Linked DNA regions of Mus musculus: region 1 is linked to region 2. Evidence: chromatin contacts called from public HiChIP or PLAC-seq data. All regions are on one chromosome and are shown on one strand. Each heading gives the region's core, a stretch centred on a gene start, on an enhancer-like site or on the middle of the called end of the contact. The rest is flanking DNA. Distances are from core to core; before and after follow the strand shown. Region 1 overlaps Pkm (pyruvate kinase, muscle). Region 2 overlaps Neo1 (neogenin).

Region 1 (2,778 bases), core at 225-2,724, 690 kb after region 2:
GTAGACCAGGCTGGCCTCGAATTCAGAAATCTACCTGCCTCTGCCTCCCGAGTGCTGGGATTAAAGGCTTGTGCCACCACCGCCCAGCTTTTTAAATACTTTCTAACTTGACTGTGGATTTCCTACTGGTATTGGTGAAGGAGGGAAGGAGACTCCTCTCTGCCTCTTGGTTTCTGTGTCCTATTTAGAGTAAAAGCATTAACCCTGTGCTGTTTTGCCCTCTGACCTTTGGAAGTTGTTTGGACTAAAAATAGATGGAGAAGAATGGTCCAAGAAGTGAACCCCAGAACATGAGAATCTTCATAGATTCCCTAACCCATATTCCATAAATAGCTTGGAGGCTAGTGCCCAAATGTCATGGAACCTGAGATAGTTCCTCAGGCACCTAAGCAATATTTGACACATTCTTGCTGGGTGTGGTGGTACAAGATTGTGGTTTTGAGGCCAGAATGGGGACTATCCTCAGTAACATAGTAAGATCTTATTGCAAACCAGGAGAGGTCCTTATTTTCCAAACTCTGGCTTTCCACAGGAGCTCCCAGGAAGAAGGTGAGCCTAGTTCAGAGACAGAACTAGGGCCACTTGCCATGGTCCTTGCGAGTAGTGTGTTTAGTCAGGCAAAAATAGATTTGGAGGTGCTGACCTTTAGGGCTCTTGAGTCCAGTAAAATAACACCATGCAGCAGGTCTAAGAGGGCAGGGGACAGTGAGACTGTCCAGACCACTGGGCAGGCCAGCTCTGCCTTGATTTCAGACTAAGGCATTAGAGATTGGCTGTACTTTGAACCTTTTTATATCACAATATAAAGCTTCACAAGTCAGGGCTCTTATTCCATGTGCACCTTCAGTGAGGCTCTGGGTGATGGTGGTGCTGGTCTTGGTGATTCCCTGGAGACCGTGGAAACCAAGCTCCTTCCCTCTGACAGGAACATCAGCCACCTAGCTGCACCTGATCTTGACAGCTTTGGCTGTGTCTCTAATTCCCATCTCTTGCTTTTCACATATTCAAGATGTGTCATTCTTGCTGAACAGGCAGTACTGTACTCCCACACTGGCTTTTAAACAGCCTAAATTTAGAGCCTCTACAAGGATAGCACTGATGGCTGCCAGTCTTCCCCATTTGGTTACATGCCAGAAAAACCACAGCTGTGATAATGGATAGCACGACCCAGCTCCCAGCAGTGTTACCATGCAGAGAAGGCTAATTCACCACCAGATACTCCAATCACAATGCAGCTTTATATATACGAAGCTGAAGAGTGTTTATTATGCTCGTGAATGTGCTGAGGTGTGTAACTCAGTGTGTACAGCCATAATTCTTCAGTGGAAATTAAGGGAGAAATCCAAACTTCTAGAGGATCTCTAAAGCAAATGAAGGCAGTCGGTAGTCAATATTTTGGGATATCTGGAGCTGGGTTACCGGGTGGTGGTCAGCCTTTGGGCAGCTTCGGTCCTTGTGGATGAATGGTGGTTCCAGCTCTGCCCTAACAAACAGGCTTGCAGGTGTTTTGCTGTGCTCAGTGGTTCAAGGACCAGACTCATAAAGTGCTGAATTGAATGGTCCATTGTCACCAGTGTCACAAGGATATGCACTGGCAACAAACTATTTTGCTATCTTGGCTCTGAGTCCCAGATAGGAAAGGGAAAAGGTTTGGGGAAACTTTATTACAAGTGAAGAAAGCAATGGCGGTTGCACCGGGGCAGGCTCCTGGTCGGAGGAAGTGGTTATGAAAGCAGGGTCTGCGTGACTAGAGCTGTTTAGCTCGGCCATTGCTCACTAAGTCAACAGCTTTGAGTTTGAATTGCAGTTGGGATCGATAGTGAAAACAGATAGAGGCTGCCAGGGCAGAAATCTTCAAACACAAATCCTGGGTCTTTGCTTGTCCTGATTAGCATCCCTTGGTGAGTCCTAGGGACACTGGGACAACAGAAGGGTCCCACAGGATGGGTTTATAGTCTTCCCTTTAATTGATTTTGGTGGCAGTATTCTGGAACTGTATGAGAGTTGGAGTTGATGCTGTTGTGTAGAGGGAAGAATGGATATTGCTAAGGTTAGGAGATGGGTGAAGGTCAGGAGTCAGACATACTTTTTTTTTTTTATTTGCTAATTGATCATCTTTAGCTCCAGGGTGGGGATTGGAAACTGGACAGGGACACCTCACCTGCCAATCTGCCTTTCTTTCTCCAGTACCATGCAGAGACCATCAAGAATGTCCGTGAAGCCACAGAAAGCTTTGCATCTGATCCCATTCTCTACCGTCCTGTTGCGGTGGCTCTGGATACAAAGGGACCTGAGATCCGGACTGGACTCATCAAGGGCGTGAGTATCTAGAATAGCCTGGTAGGGGGTCACACTTTTGCTATGTAAATAACCTATTTAGTCTCACTCTGGGAAACGGGTATTTTGTTTGTTTTATTTCTTCCTCAATATACAAATTCAGGCTTTATAGAAAGGTGAGAGGTTTCTTTGGACTTTGAGCCAGAGTTGAGCGCCCCCATCAGGGGCATTGGCTTCTTCAGTTCACACTCCCATTTCCTGCTTTAATCCATAGAGCGGCACCGCTGAGGTGGAGCTGAAGAAGGGAGCCACTCTGAAGATCACCCTGGACAACGCTTACATGGAGAAGTGTGACGAGAACATCCTGTGGCTGGACTACAAGAACATCTGCAAGGTGGTGGAGGTGGGCAGCAAGATCTACGTGGACGATGGGCTCATCTCACTGCAGGTGAAGGAGAAAGGTATGTCTGGTACACAGTCCGTGGCCAATGCCAACTCCAA
Region 2 (2,767 bases), core at 255-2,754:
ATAATTCAGGACTTGAGAGGTGGAGGTCACTAGACTTCTTTATTTGTTCTTTGCATTATGGCCACTGAGTAAATCTTCTTTCTCTGCTTTTCACTGTTATTTTTCTCTTTAATTGGCCTGTTGAAGACAGGTGGCTAATCCTCGCTTGTTGGTGCTGCTAGGGTCAGGCTCTGATCCTGACAACTGTGGTCACAGTACTGCAATTAATAGTTGGACTTCATTCTTTTTTATTTCCTATTCTTGTGTCAATAACATGTTGGTCTGCAAGATGGTAAATTTTAATTATGTGAAACTTCTCTACAGTTTTCTCTAACAAACTCATTTCAGAAAGTGCTTTAACTGCTGAAGTGAAGAGGATGAGTTTAGATCCCAGAACCTACACAAACGTCAGGTGCACGTGGCAGCTCATCTGTAATTCCAGCCTTGGAAGGCAGAGACACAGAATCCCCACAGAAAGCTGGGTAGCAAGAGTAACCTCACCAGCAAGCTCTAGATTTGACTAAGAGACTCTGCTATCAGTCTCAGGACTAGACATGCACTCCCCAACATGTGCTCCTCAAACACATGTGAACATGCATACACACATACTGCATACACATATATGAAAAGAAAAATTTCTATTGCTGTATTTGTGAAATGCAGACTCAGAATTTGAATTCAAGTGATACGGTCTAGACGTTTGCATTTTAACGATTATGATGTACTGCCTTTCTCATATTACTGTTAATCAGTAGACCTGGACAGTAAACAACATTTTTAATTTCACAGTAAATATTTACATACCTTGCACAGTAAGCTCCGCCTGAGCTTCAACTGTCTTATTTCCATTATCAGCTATGCAAAAATAAGTCCCAGCATCATCCTCAGTGACATCACTGATCTCCAAGCAACCTCCTGCTAGCAAGACCAACCTGCCAGAGCTGGATTAAACACACAAACAAAACGATACATTTCAGCATGAGGAAAAGAATTCCTATGAGGCTTTTCCCATAATAGCACACAAACACTGTTATAGTGATGGCTACAAGCTGACTAAGATTAACAAAAAAATCATCAGAATTTAATTTGTTTGTTTTGCTCTTATTTTATATGCATAAATGCCACCGTGTACAAATAAATTTTCACAATCTCTGGCACTTCTAGCTATTCCCAAAGAGTTATTACTTTTATGACCAATTCAACTTCCTCCAGTGTATCGCTGTCTCCCTATTCTGGTCGCTTAATGGAAATTATGTATTTTAAAGTTTGCAACCAATCTAAGACCAACTTCACCACAGCTGCGCCATGATGAGATTACTAACAGGAAGAAAAATACAGAGGGCAAAATGTTAACTCAAGCAGCAAGTCACGAGGCGACGAGTCACGAGGTGACGAGTCATGAGGTGACGAGTCACGAGGCGACGAGTCACGAGGTGACGAGTCATGAGGTGGTGCCACCAACTGAAAGTTTCCTATGGTGACCTGGCTAGGAAATAGGAGGTGGGGATAGGGATGGGTTTGTATTTAAAAAAAAAAAAAAAAGACAGGAAGGAAAAGGGAAGGACAGATGCCACTGAGTAACTCCCAGGGTGTGTACTGGGCGCAAATCAGCCAACATCCATCACTCCATTTACAATAAAGATGATGAATACTTTCATAAATCTACGGTGATAGAAGCCTATTTACATAAAAAACAACAATCCTATAACAGAAATAATTGAAAATCAATATTCTCAAATTTTTCTAAAGTTAAAAAGTTTAGTTCATCTGGAGAATTATGAACTAGATCAATAGACAAAGATATCTGAACAAAGCAAGGAATATAAATCTACAGGTATGCAATTAAAGCAGCCACTTAAAGCTTTTTTTTATTTATTTCATTATTTTTTTAATTAGGTATTTATTTCATTTACATTTCCAATGCTATCCCAAAAGCCCCCCCCCCCTCCCCCACCCACTATTTATTTCACTATTGTTTCCAGGCTGGTGCTAACTAGAAATGAAGTCTTGAAAAGTGAAACTCTGAAGAATCCACTCCTGTACTTGATGGTCCTGGAAGCGTGAGCCAGCCATCACACCAGCCATCACACCAGCCATCACACCAGCCATCACACCAGCCATCACACCACCAAGCGTGAGCCATCACACCACCAAGAGCTGTAGTATGGTAAGCAAGCCCTTTCTTTGTCCCTGCACTCAGAACTACGGTCTTCTAAGAGAAGGTATTATCCAATCACTGACATATACTTTGTTGCTGCTCACCTCCTGCTTTAGCACTCATTCTTTGGGTTCCTCTACAAAACCATTTCCACATCCCTCATTCTATCTGCTTTTTTATATTAACATATACGAACAAATTTAAATGTTATCAATTCTAAGACATTTGTTTAAAAAAAAAAACCCTATAGTGATCTTGTGTGTTTGTTTTCAAAGATGTAATAAGGATGCCTAATGCTTACGATACCTTGTTTTTCTACATAGCCCAGCACTATTGAGATTTCTAGACATTTTCCCCTTTAATATTGAAATCTGAAATCTAAGTAATAAATTAGGCATAATCCGCCCACACTTCTCAGGTGCTGGCAAAAACAAAGACATTATGGATAACTACCTACATCCAACCTGAAGGACTTCTCTGTTTTATTACCTATTTCTGTTTCCTCATGTAACACTCAGTAATTCAGCCAAAAACACACTGCTGAACATTTGGCCTCCCCAGATAGAGAGGCCAGGATGGAGAGTGCTGACATCGCAATCTCCTTAAGTCTTGACGTTCTCTGAGGCAGTG

The links. HiChIP or PLAC-seq counts read pairs in DNA pulled down with a chosen protein or histone mark.
Region 1: a contact with region 2 is called in a FOXA1 HiChIP or PLAC-seq map of pancreatic cancer cells. The contact joins two enhancer-like sites. A contact is called at or near these places in 1 of 39 promoter capture datasets (pre-B cells), 3 of 115 datasets of contacts at active chromatin or transcription factors (embryonic stem cells, large pre-B cells and pancreatic cancer cells) and 1 of 9 other capture datasets (adipose tissue).

What each region holds. Positions count from the first base shown.
Region 1 is chr9:59,666,362-59,669,139 of GRCm38.p6, forward strand. It overlaps Pkm (pyruvate kinase, muscle), which reads left to right. Exons shown (of 11, transcript NM_011099.4): 4 at 2,188-2,319; 5 at 2,552-2,738. Among named protein-coding and RNA genes, the nearest start is that of Pkm, 11 kb to the left of the region's middle. Within about 2 kb of position 1,475, at least 42 of the 459 cell types and tissues checked have an H3K27ac peak or open chromatin away from gene starts, as enhancers often do. A contact at or near this core is called in pancreatic cancer cells, where this site is marked.
Region 2 is chr9:58,977,842-58,980,608 of GRCm38.p6, forward strand. Neo1 (neogenin) reads right to left here. Exons shown (of 28, transcript NM_001042752.1): 5 at 784-920. Among named protein-coding and RNA genes, the nearest start is that of Neo1, 57 kb to the right of the region's middle. Within about 2 kb of position 1,505, at least 40 of the 459 cell types and tissues checked have an H3K27ac peak or open chromatin away from gene starts, as enhancers often do. A contact at or near this core is called in pancreatic cancer cells, where this site is marked.